Regions from separate parts of the Sus scrofa genome. Here regions 2 and 3 are each linked to region 1. The links are chromatin contacts, called in public HiChIP or PLAC-seq maps. All regions are on one chromosome and are shown on one strand. Each heading gives the region's core, a stretch centred on a gene start, on an enhancer-like site or on the middle of the called end of the contact. The rest is flanking DNA. Distances are from core to core; before and after follow the strand shown.

Region 1 (3,676 bases), core at 409-2,908:
TTTTCTATTTATCTCACATTATTATGGCATTTGGAATTATATAGAGTGCTTTTTTTTTATTAAAGTGGATTTACAATATTGTGCCAATTTCTGCTGTATAGCAACATGACCCAGTCATACCTACATTTACACTCCTTTTCTTATATCACCGTCCATCATGGTCTATCCCGAGATTGAATATAGTTCCCTGTGCTGTACAGTAGGACCTCATTGCTTATCCATTCCTTCCTCTTTTTAAACAAATTTTTAATATAACGCCTTCCTAAATATCCTAGCTCGCTCTTTCACCCACAGCCTCAAGCGTTATGATAGGAATTATTTGCAAGGCCAGAGGAGGGCTCCTTTCTAAATTCCATAGTCTTTATGTTTTAAATGAGTCAACCTTGAAGCTGACAACTCTCCAGAGCAAGTTGGTTGGCGTGATCCACTCCCACCTTCTTTGCTGCTTCCACTTCTGGTGAGGTCTTTGTGCAGCCAGGTCAGTGGGGTCATGACTCAGTTTTTGGTGAAAGGAGAGCCCTTGCTACTTCATCAGCTTGTGCAAAATTTGGTGTCGCATACCACTCAAAGGAGAAATAGAAAAGACTGGAAACTGAGTGCAGAGACCCGGTCTAAAAACAGGTCTATCAGAAAGATGGAGAGAAACACTCAGTGAGGTGGTATGACCTGGAATAACTCAGGAACTTGCAGTGGTTATGGATCAATGGTACTTGGCACATGGTAGGAGTTCAAGAAAATTCTGCTGATCAATGAATGGAAAAATGATCCCCAAAATGCCCAAGCGAGGGTATTTAGATATTCTTACTTCTTAAAAGATTTACTTACTTTTTAGAAGAGGTACTTACTTCTTCAATGTACTTCTTATAAACTTCAAGTTCTTAATTTAAGAATATTCACACACACACACATACACACACAACTCAACTGCAGTTAGAAAAAAATAAGTAGGAACAAAAATCCAGTCTGTTGTTCACTCACCTTTTTGCTTAAGTGGGGACCATTAGCCCCCACAACGCCTCTCTGCACTGAAGGTGGTACTTGATATACATCTTGTTCCTGGGTACCATGGCCAGTGGGTACTTGGTAAATTCCCTGATTTTGGTAGGAAGGTGGCACTTGGTAGATAGTGTCTCGAGGGGCACCCTGGGGGGTTGGCACCTGATAGAGCTTCTGTTGGCTGAAGGTCTGGTGCATCAGTCCAGAAGTAGGCTGGTCCGGACTGGGGGAGGTCTCCGGCACGGGGCCAATCAGAAGCTTCACCCGGTTGCCTGGGACAATGCCTTGCCGGCCGTGCAAGGAGCAGAGCCACCATCCTTCTAGTCCTCCCGTGTTCTGCTCTATGACCGTCAGGATGTCTCCCTTGCGAAAGGCCAGCTCCTCAGCGCACTCTGGGACATTGTCGTATAAGGCTCTCGCCATAAGATTCTAGGAAGGAAGGAACAGAGGGAAGCTGGGTCAGAACGGTCGCTCAGTGCCCTGGAAGACCTAGAGCCGCTGCTCTTATGGAGAGGCACACTTCCCGGAAAGAAGAGAGGGGTGTGAACGATCGCCTGGAAGGAGAAAACCAGATGGCACAGACAAAAGACAGATGCATGTGCCCTGTGTCTGCCACCAGTGCCATCAGACCGCCTCTTCGGACAAGCTCCCACCACCACAGGAGTGCTTTCCTCCAGCAGTCAGAGCTGAGCCAAGGCATTATGAGGAGCACGGAGCGGGGGTGGTTCACTCTGCAGAACATTTTTCTTCCTTTCTCAACCCCAGCTGAAGGAATAAAATATTCCCAGACATTCAAATGCACAACGATAGGTATTTATCATGAAAATATATATTAAAATGTGTATAGTACATTATGTGTGTGTGTGTATAAATAAACAGAGGCAAGCAAGTCCCCAACAACACACCGCACCAATGGCATTTATACTCCCTGTTAACATGGAAACAGAAGCACGCTGCTGTCTGCCTTGGCAGGGCCTCCGACCTCTTATTTGCTGTGGATCGAGAGGTCTTTGGATACAGGGAGCGTCTACAAGCAAGCGATCTTTCCATGGGAATCGAGCCTGAGTGAGCGTGACTGTGCTCTATGCCTCCGGAGGCGATGAAGAAGCTATGGCACAGGGGTAGGTGGCGGGCGTCTCCTCCTCGCTGGGCCTGTCCTCTGCCTTTCCTGAGGGCCCCTCCTCGCCCTGCCACTTCATTTCCTACTTCTTGAATCTCACCATTCACGTTGGAAAGGCTCTGCCTGCCCCCTTCACGGGCCCCAAACACTCTCTCTCTTTGTGCGAAGGCCTGTCTGGCACTTTCCGTACTCAGCAGACGGCCAAAGGAGGCATTCAGCAGAGAGCGGGCAGGCGGTACACGCTGACCTTCTTGGAAGCCTTTCAAAGGCTCCGAACATTTCATTTCTTGGCCGGAGGACTGCTTCGCAGTGCGGTGGCAGCCTTCGCCCCAGCCAGGCCTGCTCCCTCCCAGCACACAGAGGAGTCGGGGACGGTGCAAATCCAAGAGCCTCGGAAAACGCAGAGCGAGTGCTCTCGGGCTTCACGCACATGTTGGGATGCACTGGGCGTCACTGCGATGACGGTCCTTTGTGGGAGAAAGGGCTGCCGACGGGGACCGGAGCACGCTGTGACTACACGTCCGTGGAATTTGGGGCTGTTGTTGTTTGGACTTCTGCCCCCTGTTTTCATCCCTAAAAATGTGGATTTGATCTTCCAGCCTCATGCCTGTCATTCCTTTCTCACTGACATACACTAACCACCTCCCCCGGGCTGCGCCTCATAACCACCGGTCTTGCCCTGCGGGCTGGTTCCCTCCCCGGGAGGGTCCGTGTGAGGGGTCTCCCCCCTGGTCAGTCGTGGGGGAGGCGCCTACTACTCTGTTCACCAGGCTCCTCTTAGCCAGTGCAACTGCTTCACCCGGGGAAAGGAGACAACCCGCCAGAGGTCAGTGCCCAGGAAGCCTGGTGATGCTCTTTACGGATGAGGTGGAAGCCCTTGTTCTTGATGGTTTTCCCATCCAGGAAATCTCTGAGGTGGACGCATGAGCGCTAAGGGAAGCTAGAGGGAACCCTAGGGCTTTGTGTGCCCCGCGAAGGTTTTACCTCCTATTTCGATGCTGGGAGGCTTCGGGTTCCTTCTAACAATGAAAAGTTCACAAGCATCAAGACAGAACCACGCAGGATGGTGCCCTCGTGGGTGGAACCAGGTCAGGGTATGTCGCAATCCTTACATCCCTCATCTTCCTCTTCCTCCATCTTTTGCGTGTGTGTGCGCGCGCGCATGTGTGTGTGTGTGTGTGTGTGTGTGTACATGTACATATATTTATACGTGTGTGTATGTATATACATATATACATATACATGTCCTTACAACTGATTTAATTTGATTTACTTTGCTCTACACCTGAAACTAATACAACACTAAGTCAACTGTACTCCAAGCAACTTTTTTTAAAAAAGTTATTGCGTTAAAGAGGACAGGGATTTTGGTCCTTGGTACCTAGATGATCTGAAGGGACTGACGCCACCAGAGTGGCACGATGATGCCAAAGCAGAGAGCTGACCCTGCTGGTCTTGGTCCCCTTTGCCAGGGTCCATTCAACACCTGGGAATGGCTGGTTCGGAGGCCCCAGGATGCAATCAGAAGCTGAGGGTGGACAGCTGTACAATGATATCGGC
Region 2 (3,676 bases), core at 693-3,192, 230 kb after region 1:
ATTGCCAAAAAAAATAAATAAATAAATAAGGTAAATATTGTCTGATATATCCGGGCATAGCAACAGTGTGGGGATTACGGTGGGGTCTTATCCGCCTGAGGATGGAATGGCACATAGGAAGGAAGTCACCCCAGACAGAGGTGTAAGATTTGGGCCACAGAATATAGTCTTGTATCACTTGAGCAGGAGCTGAGACATAGCGGTGGCTCTTCTCTGGCTGCCCGATCACCCGCACACAGTCTTGAGAAAGACCAGGAGCTCTTGAAGATGAGCTCTAAAAAGGTGGCCCAGGAGTGGAGGGCAGTATCTGCAGGGACAAAGGATGCTTCCCTGCCTCAGTGTGGTCCAGTCACTGTACTGACAGACGCTGAGGGCACAGAAGGAAGCAGCAGCCATGGATGGGAAGTAGTAACGGCCACCCCAGCAGTGACCTGAATCTTAGCTGTCGGAATCAGGGACCTGGGGACCTAGCCATGCGGCCTCCAGAGACTGCAGTTGGTGTGTCACATCTGCTACTTCAGGTCTACAGGGTGGTTGGGGGGAGCAAGAGAGGGCATCTGTGTGTGTTTGTGTTTGGGAATTGATCAAATCTCCTTGAACTTGATGAGCACGATGGAAGGCCAGCTAGGGTTGGGGCTGAGTCAGAATTAGAGAACACCCTCAAAGAATCAGCTCTTCAGAGTTCAGGGTTTCCCACCCCAGCCCCCTCTGAACTACACTCTACCAGGCTGCAGAGTCTTGACCTCACATGTAAGGCTCTAATCAGATAAGCCCACCACAAACCCTTCTTTATTCTCAAGACCCTTGCTCCATTCAAGCCCCAGCTAAACTCAAGCCATCACAGGGTAGGGCCAGCCTTCATGAGTTATTTTGAGACGGGCAGACTGTCATCAGTGCAGGCTGCCAACTTTCTCAGGCTACTCGGAATGATTATGGGTAAAGTCTGCTTTGGATTTGTTGGAAGAGGGGGAGACTTACAATGTATTTGGTTCAGGCAATTCATTTTAATGGTTCTGCTTTCCAAATTTCCTACAAGCATAATCACAGCCCATTTTCACAGTCCCTAGACTGTCAGATCCTGTGTATATAAAATAAAGAACTAGAAAAAATGGGAACTTTAAAATCTTTAAGTTAAAGTAGTGGTACAAATGTTATTTGGGACGCTGTGAAACAGTATTCAGAATTACCTTCTAGCCATTAGACGCTCACCGTGACAGAAAGACTGCTTTTGCCATGTTTCTAGATATGGTAAAGATCAGGTACACCGTTTAGAAATCATAGGCTTGAAGATATCGCCTCCTTTTTAAGGATTAAAAAGTATGTGTAACCTACTCTATCACATTTAAGATGGGGAAAAAAAGTGTGTGTGTGGCGGGGGTGGGGATTGGGTTTCCTTTCTATTATCTGCATGTTCATTCTTGGGGCAGCTTTATTCATCAAAATAAGCTTTCTTGTTTTCTTAGAATGTGTTTAGGAGGGTTTTCTAAAACGTCTTCCTTATGTTTGCTAATTTGTTGGTTCTGAAGCCTTTTCCCATTTCATCAAGTTCACCTTCGGAAAGGGATAGAGAAAAATTAGGGGCTTGCTCCCCCTGGTGCCTGGTTGGAGAACTGCACCTTCGTGTCGGAGCCCCTGCGAACGGTTAAGAGTGCCCTCTAGTGTACAGAAGCAGAGCAACGCTACAAGTTAAATTACCAGTTAAATATTCATGAAAAATACTAAAACTACAAATTACTACAACTACAGGGGAGAAATGACGAATTATGCCCGATGAGCCAAGATAAGGACCACCGTGTGTGTATTGTTTCTTTGGTTTTCCACTGCTATGGGACAAAAACATCCCCAAACGTAGTAGCTTAAAACAATGCTCGTTTATCCCATAGGGTTTCTGTGAGCCAGGAATTGAGAAGCAGCGCCGTTGGCTGGTTCTGCCTGGAGGTTCTTCACCAGACTGCAGTCAGATGGTGACTGGGGATCCTCAGTGTGTCGTTGGCCCACATGTCTGGTGGCTGAGCTGGTAAGATGTCAAGAGCTGGGGACCTCTCCCTGTCTCTCGAGTCCCTCAGCTGCCTTTCCAGAATAGCCAGGCTTCTTTCAGGTTGGGTCATTGCTTCCAACCTGGAGGAAGCGGTGTTGTTTTCTATGACCTGGCCTTAGAAGTCAAGCAGAATCATCTCTGCTGTGCTCCCTTGAAAGAAGCGGTTACAGAGTGCCACCCAAGTTCAAGGGGAGGGAATGGTACCCCCACTTGGGAAGGGATATATGTTTGTGTGGCCATTTTTGTCCAAATAAATCAACAATTTTTTACTTAATTCTACCCCCAAATTACATGTGGTTGCCACTATCACTATCCCAATTTTACAATTAAGGGAATGAGATAGAGACATTAAAAATTTTCTTCACAGGTGCTTTCAATATTATACTAGAGCACTGTCTAAGAAATCATGTAACATGTTATCCGTACGTGGTTTTTCAGTCTCAACGCTACTGACATTTTGGGTCAGGTGATGATTCATGTAAGAGCTATCCTGTGTATTGCAAGCTGTTCAGCAGCATCCCTGGCTCTCTTCACTCAATGCCAACAGCATCTCCTCTCTCCCCTCAGTCGTGATAACTAAAAATTTCTCCAGACACTGTCAGTGAGGGGGGAGGGAGCGACCAGGAATTTGCCCCCATTGAGAACTACTGTTTCACGGGAAGGTAACTTTATTTACTTTTGATCAGGCCAGACTCGACAAAGTTAGTATTCACTTACAGAGGCTCTCTATGTTGCAATTTATGACTATCTAGCAGAAGAAAAAATCCTACAGATGGTAGTTTTATTGCTTTAGCGGGCATTGATCAGTCTCAATCAAATTTGTATTTCAGCATTCTTTTCATCCACTGACTAGACATAATAGCTCTTCTTCTTTGAACTATCATTGTCATCATGCTAGTTCCTTTATTACTGAGTTAAATCTCTGCCAGTGGCACACACACACCACCATCTTGGTAGAAAGCAGAGAGAGAATTCTTTCCAAAGGGCAGGTAAGGCCATCATGGAGAGGTGCTACTGGGGTCTCCCTTCAGAGAAAGAACTAGCGGGTGAGCGGTAAAGCAGAGATAGGCTTAACTGACGTGCCTCTGGAATCCACACAGCAATAGCAGAGAACTACCTTGTCTACATGGCTCTGCCTGAAGCATCTAAAAGAATGGAATTGGCTTAAACTTAGCTGAGAGTGGAACAAAATGACAACAGCATTGCAAATGTTTAAACTTATAAAAACAGACATAAGGCTATCGTTGTTCCCTCGCCACAGGCTTGGCACATACTTAGCACTCAAATCTTTGTGGAACCAATCAAGAGTATATGCACTATTGTACTAGAAAAAGAATTCCCTGAAGTGGCTATTCTCTTCATCTTCCGAGAGTTCATGTCCCACTCTCTGGAACCCATGTTTTACCAGGGCCTCAGGTATATCAGCCACTTCTTGCTCCTCCTGGCCCATCAGCATGATGTCTTTGACATAAGGATGAGGTGGAGGTTTTGTGGGCTCAGGTGATCTAAATCACTTCCTATTTATTAATACAGAGGGCGACTAAGTTAACAGAGCCCTGAGGGAAAAGAGTAAGTGCTTCGCCCAACACAAGTACCAACTTCCTCTAAGCACTGCTTTAGGTGCATCTCATAAATGTT
Region 3 (3,676 bases), core at 300-2,799, 170 kb after region 1:
ATCTGCCAGGAACTCAGGTAGAGGAAGGAAAAACCGTTTCTGCAGAATAAGAAAACAAAGAAACTATACATTTACCAAGGCAAGCAGCCATGGGATTGGGCAGCATAAAAGTCACTGGTGCCTTTACCAAGAATAATTTCAGTGACGTGGAGCGATGAGAAGCCAGGCGGTGTGGACTGAGGAGGAAAGGGAGGTGAGGAAGTAAGTAACAGTCTGAGTTTGGAAACAATTCTTTTGGGATTCCTAGCTATCAAGAGGCAGACATGGGTAGGATGGCATTGGAGAGCGAGATCAGAGAAGAACAATGTTTACCTTTTTTTTTAAGATGAGAAGCCCTAAAAGCATAATTATATTTACAGATCTATTAGAGCACAGAGAAGAAAGCAGATCACTCTGCTCGGGTAAGCAGAAAAAGTTTTACGCAAGGAGATAATGTTAAGCTCAGTCTTAAGAAAGAGTAAAACTTTTCCAAAGGAAGAAGGCCTTGCATGCAAAAGGAGCTTGTTAGCCAACACACAACGGCGTGTTTGGAACATGGTCAGCAGCTCACTGCATGGAAAATTTTACTTCTGGACCCTGTTAGAAGGAAGGAAAACCCATCCAAGACCTTTCTCTACCTTTTATCTTTGCTTTCAGTTTTGTCTTTAAAATAATTGGCTAGGTCAGATTAAGTCTCTTCCAGTAGTAAAATCCATAGCTAACAGTGATTTGCCTTAACTGTTTTGTTAGAATGATAGCCATACTCCCCCCAGGGAATATCCCACCATGGCTTTTTCCTAAAATTATGCTTTATGGTGTGAAGCTTTCCCGGAGGCTGGAGGCTCAGCCGAAAGTAGCCCACTTAGGGAAAAAAAAAAATCATGAAATATTTTTGAAGTCTTATTGTGTTTTGCCTTAAAAGTTCATGTGCATCCTATTCCTTAATACATTTGACACGGTGGCTACTAACGTGTGTTATTATTTACTAACACCCCAGGAAGATAGGCCAGCTTCACCCTTTAGATTTAAGTATTTCTACACATAAACTCCGAGCAAGGCAGAACGTCCCTGTCTGGCTTCCATTCCCTAGACTTTTTTCCTTGCCCACTCCCTGCCGGCTTCATAGAAGTAGAGAGTCTGAGCGCCAGCTCTTTGCACGAGTGAAATATGATGGAACCTGGGGATACAGAGGAAGGGAGCTTTAAGAGTACCTTAACTGAGTTAATGGATCTTTATAAATATCCTGGGCCAGAGGGAATCAAGTAATTGCATTATGAGCCTTAGGATCTTAGCTATTCATGTATCATATTATTCACATCCACTTGGGTGTATGAATTTTCTTTATGGAAGAGTATGAGATATAAAATCCACATAAAGTTGCCTGAAAGGAAAAAAAAAAAAAAAAAAGACACACATTAATTGGATTCTTGGCAAAAGGCTGAAAAAATGTCCCAGACGGATGGAGCAAGTTATTTTTAGACAACGTTGCCCTAAAATATGTTGGTGCCTCTGTGAATGAGTTCATAACACATGCTAAAAACTCCTTTGGCCTGATCCTTTAAAAAAAAAAATAAACCTCCATTTTCCCTTTTTATTACATAATAAAATAAAATGAGCCGTCTCCCAGTGCCGTCTCCTGGAAGCATTCCTCTGTTGAAATTTCTTTTTATCTGCGTCCACCTTCATGTTTCCCTTCATATGAGCCCCCCTCCCCCTTTTTTTTATGTGCCCTACTTTCGTAACCTAAAGACATTAATAGAAATTTAAGTTCTTTCCATCATTCATTTAGTATTTTAGTTGTCCCCATTTTTCACCCATGAGCTCACCCTAATGACTCATCAGATTTCCTGCACTTCAGCCCTCTGCTCTTTTTCTAATGAAAAAGTTGGGGACTAACACTTTATATGGCATTGTCCGGGGAAGATTAAGCCCCTGGTAGTTACGGAGATTTGGCTCTGTGATAAGAGATCCGCCAATGATTAGAAGACCTCACCTACTTGCTCTTAAAATGGAATTCGTCCAGATGGTGCCAATGGGAATTAAAGGACTGCATGGTCCCAGAGCAAACACAATGCCTGTCTTCTGGATGCTCTTAATCTCAGAGGTAAATGAGGGAAATAGGGCTTTCTGAGGCCTGGCCACACATTCCCTTGGTGATTAGAGTACCAAATACTCATGATTTAAAGTGACTAGTTATCAGATACTAGAAACATCTTCTAAATCATTAAAGGATTTAAAGCTCTGCTTGATGGTCCCATGTTATTGAAATTAAAGAGTTTTAAAGTTATCTATTCTATTGCTGAGGCTGCATCTACAGAGGCTTTCAATAATCTTGGACATAGAGGTCATTGGAAGGAGATACATTTATTCTAGAAAGCACAAAAATGGATATGGATATGTTTCCTTAGAGAATCCTGTTTACTTTGCTTACAGAACCGCTACTGAGTACATCTTGGTCAAATTTCAGAAACGCTATGCAAACAGGTGTACTTACAGCGCTTCCTTCTTTATGTTTCTAGCAGCCTAGAGTTGGACATCAGAGTTAAAATAGAGTCTTGCTTTTAAGGGCTAGGAAAATCCAGAGCCCCTCTGCACCCACATGATCTTGCCCCTTAAATTATTCCCTATAAAACTTTCTGATGACAGAGACAATACATTTCCAGTCTTTAGGTGCAAGCTCAAATCTCTGATAAAATGCACATAGTCTAGTGGAAACTTTTATTTTTTTTTTAGGGCCGCACCTGCGGCATATGGAAGTTTCCAGGCTAGGGGTCAAATCAGAACTGCAGCTGCTGGACTGCACCACAGCCATAGTCACTCTGGATCTGAGCCAGGTCTGTGACCTACACCTCAGCTCAGGGCAATACGGGATCCTTAACCCTCTGACCTAGGCTAGGGATCGAATTTGCATCTTCATGAATACTAGTCAGGTTTGTAACCTGCTAAGCCACAACAGGAATTCCCAAACCATTCCTTATATTGTTATCTTTCATTTTGACTTGAATGTAAATGAAGGTTCTGAGAGATTATAACTTTGAGTGGAGAGGAGAGCTGGGGTCACTGAGTTGCTGTCGCGTGATAATGAGGAAAGATAGGACAAGAGTGGAAATGAATCAATTCTGGACTTGGCTTAATTCAACACAGTTGTGCATGGGATGGCCTTGCTCTCAGTCATGAAACTCGAGCAAATCCTTCAAAAGGAGGAGCTTCCCAACTGTGAGCGCTTTTTTTTGGAACTAGGAGTGGCAGATACAATGTCCTGGAATCTAGGATCTGCTCCCTTCTCTGGAGGCCCTGTCTGTGGGCATCATCAATCTATGTCCATGTGGGCGAAGAGAAATGACTTCTTTTCAGAAATCTGAGGTATTTGTATTTCATTTTGGAAGCAGAGTGATGCAAAAACTTCCAGTCAAGTCATAGAGTTTGCATGTAGAGTTTTCTTAAGATGTCTTGTCTGGTTTTGCTATCAGGGTAATATTGGGCTTTGGTGCAACGAGCTGGAAAGTGTCCCCTTCTCTTTTCTTTTTTTGGGGAAAGTGTATGGAAGATAGGGATTCTTTAAACATTAGTAGCATGCACTAGCGATACCACTGGATCTGGGTTTTTCTTTATGGAAAGTTTTTTGATTACTACATTGTAGAGAAAAAGAAAGTAGATTCGTGGTTTTCTGATGACCACCAGGTAATGGCTGACTGCC

The links. HiChIP or PLAC-seq counts read pairs in DNA pulled down with a chosen protein or histone mark.
Region 2: an H3K27ac HiChIP or PLAC-seq map of skeletal muscle shows a contact between it and region 1. The contact joins two enhancer-like sites. A contact is called at or near these places in 1 of 47 Hi-C or Micro-C datasets (embryonic fibroblasts) and 1 of 2 datasets of contacts at active chromatin or transcription factors (skeletal muscle).
Region 3: an H3K27ac HiChIP or PLAC-seq map of skeletal muscle shows a contact between it and region 1. The contact joins two enhancer-like sites. A contact is called at or near these places in 1 of 47 Hi-C or Micro-C datasets (embryonic fibroblasts) and 1 of 2 datasets of contacts at active chromatin or transcription factors (skeletal muscle).

Annotation. Positions count from the first base shown.
Region 1 is chr7:7,833,568-7,837,243 of Sscrofa11.1, forward strand. NEDD9 (enhancer of filamentation 1) reads right to left here. Exons shown (of 9, transcript XM_021100184.1): 4 at 979-1,425. Among named protein-coding and RNA genes, the nearest start is that of SMIM13, 61 kb to the left of the region's middle. Within about 2 kb of position 1,659, at least 40 of the 83 cell types and tissues checked have an H3K27ac peak or open chromatin away from gene starts, as enhancers often do. A contact at or near this core is called in embryonic fibroblasts and skeletal muscle, where this site is marked.
Region 2 is chr7:8,059,054-8,062,729 of Sscrofa11.1, forward strand. All of the region lies in intron 1 of NEDD9 (enhancer of filamentation 1), which reads right to left. Among named protein-coding and RNA genes, the nearest start is that of NEDD9, 33 kb to the right of the region's middle. Within about 2 kb of position 1,943, at least 13 of the 83 cell types and tissues checked have an H3K27ac peak or open chromatin away from gene starts, as enhancers often do. A contact at or near this core is called in skeletal muscle, where this site is marked.
Region 3 is chr7:8,001,777-8,005,452 of Sscrofa11.1, forward strand. All of the region lies in intron 2 of NEDD9 (enhancer of filamentation 1), which reads right to left. Among named protein-coding and RNA genes, the nearest start is that of NEDD9, 90 kb to the right of the region's middle. Within about 2 kb of position 1,550, at least 16 of the 83 cell types and tissues checked have an H3K27ac peak or open chromatin away from gene starts, as enhancers often do. A contact at or near this core is called in embryonic fibroblasts and skeletal muscle, where this site is marked.